Regions from separate parts of the Mus musculus genome. Here regions 2 and 3 are each linked to region 1. A link is a contact called in public Hi-C and HiChIP or PLAC-seq data. All regions are on one chromosome and are shown on one strand. Each heading gives the region's core, a stretch centred on a gene start, on an enhancer-like site or on the middle of the called end of the contact. The rest is flanking DNA. Distances are from core to core; before and after follow the strand shown. Region 1 overlaps Gm29260 (a long non-coding RNA gene). Region 2 has its middle 140 kb from the start of 4930448I06Rik. Region 3 overlaps Gm30248 (a long non-coding RNA gene).

The links. A called contact is a pair of places that touch in the nucleus more often than the background predicts. HiChIP or PLAC-seq counts read pairs in DNA pulled down with a chosen protein or histone mark.
Region 2: a Hi-C map of cortical neurons shows a contact between it and region 1, with 3 times the contacts expected there. The contact joins two enhancer-like sites. A contact is called at or near these places in 2 of 484 Hi-C or Micro-C datasets (cerebral cortex and cortical neurons) and 1 of 115 datasets of contacts at active chromatin or transcription factors (astrocytes).
Region 3: an H3K4me3 HiChIP or PLAC-seq map of embryonic midbrain shows a contact between it and region 1, with 8 times the contacts expected there. The contact joins two enhancer-like sites. A contact is called at or near these places in 1 of 15 datasets of contacts at CTCF or cohesin (the NIH/3T3 cell line) and 2 of 115 datasets of contacts at active chromatin or transcription factors (embryonic basal ganglia and embryonic midbrain).

What each region holds. Positions count from the first base shown.
Region 1 is chr1:41,889,754-41,893,770 of GRCm38.p6, forward strand. All of the region lies in intron 1 of Gm29260 (a long non-coding RNA gene), which reads left to right. Among named protein-coding and RNA genes, the nearest start is that of Gm29260, 150 kb to the left of the region's middle. Within about 2 kb of position 2,213, at least 32 of the 459 cell types and tissues checked have an H3K27ac peak or open chromatin away from gene starts, as enhancers often do. A contact at or near this core is called in cerebral cortex and cortical neurons, where this site is marked.
Region 2 is chr1:41,034,874-41,038,890 of GRCm38.p6, forward strand. No RefSeq gene overlaps it. Among named protein-coding and RNA genes, the nearest start is that of 4930448I06Rik, 140 kb to the right of the region's middle. Within about 2 kb of position 2,243, at least 15 of the 459 cell types and tissues checked have an H3K27ac peak or open chromatin away from gene starts, as enhancers often do. A contact at or near this core is called in cerebral cortex and cortical neurons, where this site is marked.
Region 3 is chr1:42,627,147-42,631,163 of GRCm38.p6, forward strand. It overlaps Gm30248 (a long non-coding RNA gene), which reads right to left. Exons shown (of 3, transcript XR_373380.2): 2 at 2,503-3,206. Among named protein-coding and RNA genes, the nearest start is that of Gm30248, 11 kb to the right of the region's middle. Within about 2 kb of position 1,960, at least 35 of the 459 cell types and tissues checked have an H3K27ac peak or open chromatin away from gene starts, as enhancers often do.

The DNA of each region.
Region 1 (4,017 bases), core at 963-3,462:
CTCCTTAATGAGAGAGTGCTTTTTTGTCTGATCTCTGAGCTGACTTAAAAGTAGGGAGTTTCAATTAATATCCTGTAACCCTGAGCCGTATGAAGCCATTTAGCAAGCAGTTCTGAATCTCTGCCCTTTCCCCGTGTTTTCTGAGAGTCACACTCTACAGCAGTCACCACTGGTTGTTCTAATGCTTAAACAGCCACTGCAAGATAAGACTTCATCTTGACAGCTGAATCAGTTGTACCAATTAATTACTAGGGAATAGTTTCCCGTTCCCAAAGTGAAGACTACAAAAAAATGTATCCCCAAATATGCTGCAACACTTAACTGTTCTCCTCAAATCATAACCTAAGATACCTTTGCGATGACAAGACTTGGAGCTCATGAATCCTGTACCCCTGGGAGGACAAGTATCCGGGAGAGGGACTTGAGTTTTCCAAGTGGGGGTTAGACGCAGATGACACACACACATATCTGATCAAACGTTTATGATGATGCTGCATATGTGATCTGTGGTCTTCCCGAAGAGGTTTCTGTTTCTTCTACCCCTTTTACTTAATTGAGGTGATATCATTACAAGAAATGTAGTTTATCCATGTAAAGGCAGAAGGAACAAAAGGACCCACTGATCCCCAGTCTGGGACGCTGCACTCAGATACAAAGATCTCAGCAGCATCTGAAACAAATGAAAGCAAAAGCAGATTGTCATCAAATCTTCAATTTTTTTCCACAAAAGTTTGATGCATATTTCTTTGGGGAATCGTTTGCAAATGATATATAAAATATGTGAAATACAATTGTAAACAGACATGCAATTTACCCAGGTTACAATCTGTTCCGTGATCTTTGTTCACTCTCGAGGAAAAAAAGAGACAGGGTATGCCATTTGGAACAGGATTGGGCTACAATAAATCTCATATTGAATTATTAGAACTGACATTATTAATATTTTTAATATTCTATGGCTTTCTCTTGATTCCTTGCATTCCATGTCTTTAGTAAACTCCAGGGCCTTAATCATTTTAAGATTGCCTGTGTTCTCAATAGCTGTTGTCTGGTATGCAGCACAACCTCTTTGAATGTCAATAAATATGCATGGCTACAAAGAGCGCTGTATCAGACCCTCGGATGTCTACAGCCTTAACTGCTATATGCAGTGTTTCTTACACTCTTGTTCGCTGAACACATGTTGCCCTGGGGTCTGAAACTGAGCTACCCTTGGCCTTTTGTGGCACTTAGGTCTTTTTCTTTCAGCAAAGGCAGGGCACGGTGGGGGAGAGGTGAACAGGGAAAGGCGGGGGCAGAAAGGGCCGGCTGGGAAGACAGAAGAAAGAAAAACTCCTGTGGACTGCTAGTTGTCAGAGCATGGGAAAATCGAATGACGGTTCCCCCAAAGTGTGCCCTTCCACCTTGCTTCACCCACCCGGCCACCAGTCACTGACCAACGCTGCACCGTGACTGCTCCTCACTTTGAGGTCCGCGGGTGTCAGAGCCCTGACTGACAGCACATTTTGAAACTGAGTGTGGGACATTGTCCCGCACTAGCCATGCAGAAAGCCGAGGGGCTGCACTCAGGGCCCAGACTCACAACACAGACCAGTTCTTTCTAGGTGGTCAGCCATGGAGCACTGTCCTGAGCATTGTTTCTATGGATGTTTCTTGCTACAGAATTGCTGGAGTAGAAACGCAGGATGAGAGGCTAGCGGCAGCATGAGAACTGGAAAACATTAGACATATCTGTTTTTACTGGGGACTGTGCCTTTCGCATGCTGCCGCTCCTGCGGGGAAACACCTCAGCCCTTGTAAATACTTAAGCAGTGCTGTATAATGTTCCAAGCCAGGCAGTTTTATCCTGTTATTAAGAGGTATAGCTAGGATAAGCCATATGCTGGCCTTATTTAAATGGAGAAGAGTTTTAAGGCAAAATAAGAGATTGCAGCTGGTAGCTACAGTAGTTTACTATTTCTGAACAGCTCTTTAGTATATGGTATTTTAATTCATCCCACAGATTCAAATTGGACTTTGTGTACACTAGGATATACTGTATACTGCTTGGAGTAATGCTGGCTTGCTAAAATTGCAATGTAGATTGAAGCAAAAGAGGCAGCTTTGCCGTTTCTTAAGTCTATTCAAGCATTTCCCACAGAATGGAAACGCTGACAGGCCAGCTACCTCCGCATACGCGGACTCTGCAAGCGTGCGTAGTTGCAGCCGTCTACTTTGCTAAGTAGAGAATGGGTAATTAGTATTGCTCAGGCTGTTAGAAAGATGCGCACTATTCTCACTGTACAAAGAATGCTGATTTTTTTTTTCCGGGGGTTTATAATCAGGCCAGAAAAAGAAAATGCAGCGGATAAAATTGGGACCTAAGTCTCACTCTTGGGCAATCTTATTTTCATTTAAGAAAAAGAAAAAAAGGAAAAAAAAAAAAAACCCTGAAGTAAAGCGGAGTAATCAGAGCTGTGCTCAGCTGAAGAAATCTACAGAATGACCAGTACCTCAGTCCTCCTCTGTCTGCACCTTGAATTTGTTTTCATTCTCGTATTTCACTGGAAACACAATGTTTTGCGTACTATTTGTTTGATTTTTCACAAATACTGAAGAAAAGGGTACTTTGCTCAACATTTATGGAACTGATCAAAGAAAACTCCGTGTGTGTTGTGCATATCAGATTGGCCCAGTATGTTGGGCTCTCCCACAGGCCCTCAGCTGCCTTGGTCTGCCAGAATTTTCTGCCTCTGGTATTGGTGGTCAGGTTGTGTTGGGTTTCTTTATTAATACTCTGCTAAGCCAAGGCAAACCCTACTCAGGCTACTCTGCCCCTGAAAGCAATTAACCTGTAACATGAGCTCTCACATCTCTGTGCACAGCAGAGGACCAACAAAGATCTGCCACTTGGCAGAGTGACAAGTTTTAATCCTCTCTCAGTAGAACTCTCGGGAGGATTTTTAGCACATGGACATTGCTGAACAGACATGTTCCAAATGCCCTGGTATGATACACTGGATTGATTCCAAACATGGGAAGCCAGGGCAGACAACTAACAATGGCCTACACACAATCCTTCACAAACTCCGTTTAGTCTAAATATTCCATGACTTCAATCCCAGGCATGTCCTACTGAGAACATATAGAACCCTTGGATAAAAACATACAGCAAATGAGTTAGCTTAGAGAGAGAAAATGAAGCCACTAGTAAATAGTAAATCATTTCAGTAAATAGAATCATTTACATTTTAAATTTTTACTTACCTTTTAATTAGTTCTTCCTAGAACCAAACCACTTGTGAAATCATTGTGCCCATCCTGCTTTGCCAACAACCCTTGACTAGACCATGTTTAGTCATGTCTTCATGCAAGCATTCTCGTTTGACCGCCATCTTGCAACAAACGCTTATGGACATGCCTTGGGTTGAGCTGGCTTTATATACCACTGCCTCCTGAAACAAGAATTGAGTATGTTTGTATTTATTTTATAATATTGATTTCTTAGCTACATTTCATAGGAAAGGGCTTTCTCTGAGCCTCCCCCCACCCCCATTGTAATGGAACCAAACTTTTTCCCCCACCAAAGCCATGATCTGCTTCGGACAGCTTCCCTCTCTCTTAGATTCTGAGCTCAATAAGTGATTTCTGATAGGAGGGATTTATGGCATTGGCAAACTAATAGTGAAAAACTCCCCACTTGATAAAATCCAGGCATTTTGCTCATCTGTATCATCATTTCAGAGAAGAAAATTTTGCTTCTCCTTCTTTTATCTCATTTTCTCCACCTTCACCTACACCAAAATGAAAACAAATCAAAAAGGGCTCTCAATTACTTTAATAGTAAATAAATATCTTTACTGGGCTGTGTGGATCTTAGGGAATGATATTTCTCAGTTTAATTTCTCAGATCTGATCAAGATATTCTGAAAGCCGTGTGTTTTCCTTTATGATATATTTTGCTTCTAACTCAGTTAGTTTACTTGGAAATTTAGTCCCAACTCAAAGGGACTAACGTGCTGATTTGACACTTTTCAT
Region 2 (4,017 bases), core at 993-3,492, 850 kb before region 1:
CTGTTCAACTCACCCCGCAAAGGTTCAATTAGGAAACATCAGAAGACACAGAGCCTGGAGACGCTACCATCTGTCACTCAAGCTCGTCTTTTCAAATATCTTTTATGCCAACCTGGGAACAACAATTTATGTTGAGGAGGCAATAATCGTAACTCAAAAACCACTTTCAAAAAGGCAGTGCCCTTTTCTAGTGAGTGGGATGTGGGCCCACGTAGGTGCTCCTTGAAGCGAGTCTTTGAGCACTGGCAGCTTTTTGATTCCTTGTCGTGTTAGGACACGTCTCACTATTGATAACTTGTGCTTACTGCCAACAAAAAGATTCTAGCCCAAGAGGCCCAGCGTTCTGCGGGCCTTTGTATCAACGATGAGCATATTTCTCTGCTGAATCCTGTGGTTTTTGCCTTCAGTGAAAGAAAAACTGATCCTAACAGTTTTAAACTTGTTAATTCAAGCCATATGTCAGAAAGCCAGTCTCCATATGGTGCCACACCACCTTATATTTACAGGGGCTGCTTTTCAAAACATTATTCTAAAGCTATATCTGCCCTAAAGTTAATACGTTGCATCCTGCGTTATGGAGCGCTGTTACAATGTTCTGGGCTTCACAATCGCTTGCTGATGGAGCAGAAACACGCCGAATATTAACACTAATTTCTGCTAGTTTTATTGGCAAAAATGTGCTAATCAAGGGAGGGGAGATGTATGTTGAAGGGAGAATGGTTTGCCAGTTGTCTGTTGCCAAATACCGCAAAAAATAAAAGAGGAAACAGAGCAAGGGAGATCATAAATAACCTCCTTGATTGTAAACGCGACTGGGACGCTTCAGAGCGAAGTGCCCACGTTAGAAATGCAGTAGCGCCTAAGCGTCAGGATAGCTTTCTGTATTTGCTTTTAAGAAACGAGAGGAGGGGAGAGAGGAGTCTCGTGGTAGAAAAATCAGACTTGTGGAGCACAAGCCTTGGCTCCAGGTCCCCTTCTTTTAAATGGGAATTGTCTAGTCTGTGATCTTTGGAACCTGAGATATTAGAGAAGATTATTCTCCAAGATAACTAAGTTCGCTTTCCCAAATACCTATGAGTTCACTCCAGATAGATTAGGACACAGTTATCTCCAAACAGGTTTGTTCGATCTGCAGCATCCAAGCAGGCATGGTTTTGATTTGAGAGATGTTTAAACACAACTGGCACTGTATAGAGAGGGTCCTGTGCCTGAAACACGATTTTTCTCTGTCTCTTTCTTTCTTTCTTTCTTTCTTTCTTTCTTTCTTTCTTTCTTTCTTTCTTTCTTTCTTTCTTTCTTCCTTCCTTCCTTCCTTCCTTCCTTCCTTCCTTCCTTCCTTCCTTCCTTCCTTCCTTCCTTCTCTGTTTGTTTGTTTATTTCTTTGCCTCTTTGTTACATTGTTTCTTTGTTTCTTTCTTTGCTTCTTTTTCCCCTCTTTCTTTTAACATCAGAAAAACAAGTGATTTCCTCGTATCTGATTCCTGGTGGGCATTTAAATTTTCATTCTTGCTGTAGAAGCTCTTACAGAATTCATTGGCAAGAATTTCTCCTGCGTGAAGGAGGCTCCTTGGCTTAGTCGCTTGCTCTTCTTTCTCTTGTTAATTCATTATACCCATCCCAGAATCAATTTTTGACTTTGTATTTGTATCTCACCCCCTCCGTTTATTTGTATACTGATTCTTAGGTAACTATTTATAACCCTAGATTCTTTCTTTTTCTCCCCCCCCATCTCCTTTATTATTATTTTTTCTTGGAAATTTTGAAAAAAAAATGGCATAAGTTTTTTTTTTTTCTTTGAAATGTATGAAATGATTCCAAGGGGGTTTCTAAATTGTGAACAACATGCTGGTTATAAATACTACATTGTAGGAAATAGACTTTCCATGACGAGGAAAGGTTTTCCGACACATAGATACCAACGCATAAGCAATTGAACCAGGAAAAAAAAATACCTGGAGGTGTGCCATTTTCCTAAGTCCTCAACCACAGGAGTCTATATCAGCTTTCATAGTCTGTGTTGGGGACAGAGACAAAGGCTGCCAGACCCAGCCCTTCTGATTTCTGGGATACTTCAGCTCTTAAAAGTAAAACTTGGTATTCTGGAATTAACAACATATTCATGAATGAAATGGCTCACGGATTAGAGAATAAAACCAAACAATCCGTTCACAAGCTTCCCAGTTAATACAAGCCTCCAGCCAATCACGCAGTCACTACTCACAATTCCCCTCGCTAATGACTGTGGCTGGGGCGTTCGTTCGCAGAGCTGGGAGGAGAAGGCTGTATCTTTCTCTTTGCATATGCCGAGGAGAGGAGAGGGAACTCGGCCCAGTTTATTAATTCCAAACCGATGCAAAAGATTAAAGCTTTCTGCAGACTGTTAAGCACGGCTAAGCCTCAGTAAATCACTACATTTTTACAGTGCCTTGCTGTTTGCACACACATGCAGAGACTTTCGGTGCCAGAATGACGTTGGTCATCGGCTTAACGTAGGAAAGATGTCCCTTCGCATCACATGAATTCTTGTCCTGTGGAACGACTGGAAAATTTTCCCTTCAGACCAAGTTCCTTCGTGGCAAAGTGCTTGATTGTTAATTTATTTTTAACATGGAAATCAATATTTTGTTCAGTGGTCACTTATAGTTAGATCTTAACCCCATTGTCTTGTTTTTCCCTTCAACATGCTTGCTTTCTTCTTTCAGCCCCCCTACACGCCCCCCCCCCCCAGCCCTGGAACTGATGTTCTAACTTAACCCAATATATGAAACATAGAGCACCTTATGATTAATGGCTAGGACAATTGGCACATAAGATTTTTTTCAAACTAGGAACCACTGAGCTACCTATGCAAGCCAGTTTTGTTCTTCTAAAAAATGAGATGTCTGTGTATAGTTTAAGAATGTTAAAAGGGGGCTGGAGAAATGGCTCAGCAGTTAACAGTGCTTGCTGCCCTTGCAGGGGATGAGTTTCATTCCTAGCACCTAAATGGTATCTTACGACCATGTATGACCCCAGTTACTCTGGGATGTGCTGCCATCTACTAGCCTCCTTGGGCACTGCACACACATAATACACAAACACACATGCACAAAAAGACAGAAGGCAAGTACTCATAAAAGAAAATTAAATACAACTTTTAAATAACAGGGACGCAATATATAAAGCCCCATCATTGCACATTTCTGCTCTGCTGCTCAGAGAAGCATCCAGTGCTGCCTCTGGACTGCCTAAATGATGTGTGGTTCCTAACCCAAGCTTCCTAACCCAGCACAGGTATGGTACTTATCAGCTAACCCTATCACAGACCTTATGAAGATGGTGGCAGCTGACCGGCTTCCTTAAAGAGCCAGCTGGTGGCTGGTTATTAAATCACTGTCCACCCAGCTGACTCACCTTGGGTGTGTTATTTGACCATCAGCAGTGATCTGGTGAGATCAGCCCACCCATTAGGCTGCAATTTCTCATACAAGGTTAACACTGCAGAATGCACGTAAATGCATTGTAAATAGCATCTAAAACAAAACTTGGGTGATTGGAAAGACCCTTCCTCTGTTGGAATATCTCCATCAATGTTCACATTTTACTCATTTATAATAAGGATAATAAAATATTTTCAAACCTTTAAAACTTTAACTAAAAGTTTCAGTGGGACCTGTCATTTAGTTTTGAAATAACCATACAACATCACAGTACTGAGTAAAACTTCTGTTTTACCTGAAATACCAATATTGTGTGTAGTTACCCTAATCATTTCAGTTTCTAGTATAGGAAGCATGCTATATATTTTTAAGTTGGGAACTGAAACATGTTGGTCCAACATATATATAACATAACTGAAAGGAAATATGGTTGCAAATTTTGTTATATTTTTTGATCATTTGTCTTTTGTGAGTTCCTAGCCTTTGATATATATATATATATATATATATATATATATATATATATATATATATATGTATATATATATATATGTATATATATGTGTATATATATATGTATATATATATACACATATAT
Region 3 (4,017 bases), core at 710-3,209, 740 kb after region 1:
GGTCAAGGGCTAGTGACATAGTGTGTCCTCTTCAAATTTCACAGGAGGACTTCACGGTCCCTGCTAGACAGCCTTGCTCTGTCTCATCCACTCTAGGAAAAATTGAGCTGTGTAGGCAGATGGGGCTCTAGAGTTCCCAGAGAAACCACCACATAGTATAACTCTGGATTATCTGCAGCTCTGGGGCCTGGGTAGACATGCAGGGTCTTCAACCCCACCTGGTCCTCCTATATTAGGAGGCTAAGACCCTGCAGGAGTGATGAGCAAGCACTTGCCACATCTCTGAAACCTTTCCATGTATATCAGCCACTAAAGTAAATCCACAGATCTTTCTTCTCTGTGGTGAAATTGGGGACCCAGCATAGTAGGTCATTTGCCCAACTGAGGGCGCAAAGCTCAAATGGGAGTGAACACTGAGGTTAATGGCTCATTTTCTTTTATTTTCTTCAAGTTGATGCACCTTTCATCTATGCTGTGTGTGTGTGTGTGTGTGTGTGTGTGTGTGTGTGTGTGTGTGTGTGTGTGTGTGTGTTATATGTTGCATGCATATGAGTGTGCCAGCATGTGTGCCCATGTACAGATATATGGCGACCACTGAAGATGTCTGGTATCGCCTGTGTGGCTCCCCACCTTCTTGCCTTCAGTCAGGGTCTGTCTCTGAGTCAGACAGTGACTTTTTAAGTGGGTTCTGTTTTGTAAGGGATTTGAACTCTGAACTCACACTCACAAGCTTGTGTTCCTTTTCACGGAGCCGTCGTCTCCCTAACTGCTGCAACTTAAAAAAACTTAATCTTAGATTCACAATTTAGTGAAAATGAGTCAGCATTCAGCTGAATTTTGAGACCTCGCTGTTCCCCTGTTTGTCATTTTGCCCACTGTTCATCCCTGGGAAACACATTGGGCTCAGGGTCTGTGCGGATGGTAGCTGCTTCTTGTCTTCAGGCTATCAGAACTGAGCAGCCTAAGCCCAGGGAAATGGACCAACCACTGGACCAGCTATAAAGGAAATTGGATGGCTTCAGAGGCCCCTCTTTAGTCCATGGCTACCATTGTCTGTAGTCTCTGTATGATCTGATGGACAAAAACCTGCAACCCCTGTGCATGGAGTACAAAGGAGAGACATCAGATCCACTGATAATTGGCATGGTTTAACAAAGTTATCATGGGATCCTTGGAGACCTCTGGATAGTCCCTGCCAACTATATTAAAAGTAAGTGACCCAGAAGGTGGGTGTAAGAAAGTAATTTTTGGATAAAATCAGATAAAAGGGGGTTTCCAATGAGATGGGAGGGATGCAAACACGATCTGAGATACTAACCAAATGGCAGGTTTGAGGTTTAATTTTTCTTCTTAATCTTTTTCCTTTGGAAATAATTGTATCTTTTTTGCAGTCCATTCCAGCCTGCCAACCCTTGAGCTACATGTAGTCTGTATTTGTCAAACTATGAGTGAGCAGATCAAGCCAAAGATGAAAAATAAGGACAATCTCCCATGAGATCTGTGTCAGGATGCCCCTTCCCCAGAGATGCAAAAGCTGTGTAGCTGAGTCCCTGGAGTCCACTTGAGTGGATGAAGCCACCACCCAATACTCCCTTTTCCACCCTGGCTACTCCTCAAATGGCTTCCCTTCCTTTCTTCCTCTCTCTCTCTCTCTCTCTCTCTCTCTCTCTCTCTCCCTCTCTCTCTCCCTCTCTGCCATGCAGAGCACTAGGCCTTTCTCAGACACTTCATCCCCGCTCTGGGCACGATGAGGAGTGAAATGTGCCTCTGAATAGAGAAGAGAAGACAGGGTGGATTAATGGCAGAAGAGTAACACAGCCCTCGCAGAACAAAACGAGGGTGACCCGGACGAAACAAAGCGCCACAATAGATCATTTCTGAGAAGTCACCCGGCAGCTTTGAAACCACAGGCTGCGTGCTCCGGGGCAGTGAGTGTCACATCCATGGCTTTCAGGAGGCATGAATGGACGGGAACAGTAACTCTTTTTCATGCCTCTTTCAGAGGGCTTGTCGGTGGAGAAGGATTTACCATTCAATTCCCATACTTTTATGTGGGAAATTAGGAATTTGCCCCTTTAAAAGAAATTGCCTTTTAAACTCTTCATAAATTGTGGCGGTTTTATAGATTTACCCAAACTTCTTCTTCCTTCATGTCCTTCCACTTATATATCATTTTTAAATATTCATAAATACAGAGAGAGAGAGAGGGAGAGAGAGAGAGAGAGAGAGAGAGAGAGAGAGAGAGAGAGAGAGAGAAAACTCTCTTCTCCTCTTTGCTCAAAAATCTATTCAAGGCATGTCCCCGCAATAGAGACATTTCAACTTTCTGTCCCATGCCCAGTTGGATTCCCCCCCCCCCCATGGCTGTGTTATTTCACCATTTTTCATGAAACACTCAAACTCTTTTGCAAAAAAAAAAAAAAAAGTCACTAGGGGAACTACATAGGTGGCAAGTGCTAGGCAGAGCTGGTGAGATGAAAACCGACCAGGTCACTCACTCACCCTCAGCAATGACGTAGAGTTCTGTGCGCTTCCCTCGCCAGCCCCGGCACAGGGATTGTCCGGTAAAAACACTCAAGCTTTTCTAGGAGTGGGTTGTATACCTTATTTCCAGCCACCTTGGTCCAACACTGGGCCTCCCTACCTGGCTGTTTGCTTCCCAGAAGCCCACAGTGTTTGGCCATATTAATCTCATTAACCTTCCCGATCAGTTTCAACAGCAGTGAAGACTTGAGAACGTGGAGTTCCTGGCAGAGAAGTTGAGCCTTGGCTCCCTGCCAGTACATTTGAACATTTGATCTGGCTCCCCAGGCCCCTTCCAGAGCCTTTTTTTTTTCCATAGGAAGAAAGCACAAACAAGAAAGCCTTGCCATACGAAATGCAGCCATGTGTGACTCCAAGCTTGGCCCCCCCTCCCTTCTCTTGCCAGAATGTTCCTAGTCCCCGGTCCTTAGAGCAGAGGGAGCAGCTGAGATGATGATGCCTGCCTTTCTCTGGGGTCGGTCGGTCGACCATGCAGCACCTTGGGCACAGTCCCCCAAACGGAGCAGCCTTTAGGCAAGAGATGGAAAGAGGAGAGGGTTGGGGGAGGGGAGCAGAAGGCCTTCCTCATCAGCAGGTCTATAAGGCCAGACGAGGTGATGGGGGCTTCGAAATACTTCCTCCTGTGCAAATGCTGACAGTGGACCTCTGTTCTTTCAGGTTTCCTAGATTAGAAAAACAAAAACAAAGAAGGCTCTAAATCAGTGGTTCTCAACCTGTGGGTCTCGACCCTTTCACAGGGGTCGCCTAACACCATCAAAGACAACCAAGATTTGCATTAAAATTCATAACCGTAGCAAAATCACAGTTATAAAGTAGCAACAAAATAATTTTATGATTAAGGGGGGGGGGTCACTAAAGCATGAGGAACTGTATTAAAAGTTTGCAACATTAAGAAGGTTGAGAACCACTGCTCTAAATAGACTTGACTGGAATGAATTCAGACCCTGACATCACTTCTCTGGTTTTTAATAAAAAAAAAAAAATCAATTTTCTATTTCAGAGGGCATTAACAAGCTGAGAATGAAGGGCCCAGGACTGACTGCATCACACTCTGAACCTGGAGATGGAACTAGCTCCTTCCCTGTTGATAATCATGTCAAAAGAGATATACTACTGCTTCTTGATTTTAATTTAATTTTCTTTATATAGTGTGCATGTGTCTGGGCAAGTGTGTGAGCACATGTGTATGAAGGTGCCCACAGAAGGCACAGAGTACATTAGATCCCTCTGAGCTGTGGTTATATGTGTCTGTAATCTTCTTAACATGGGTGCAGGGATCTAAGCTCTGGTCCTCATGAAAGAGCAGCTAGTCCTCTTAACTTCTGAGCCAGAAATATTGGCCTTATCAGAAGTAATATTTGCCTTAAAATTAATTCTTTGGGGTTCAAGTTCCATAGTAAAGTTCTTGACTACATACGTGACTGAGACCCTGGGTTCCATCCGTAGCTTTGAAAGAAAATTCAATTAATATTT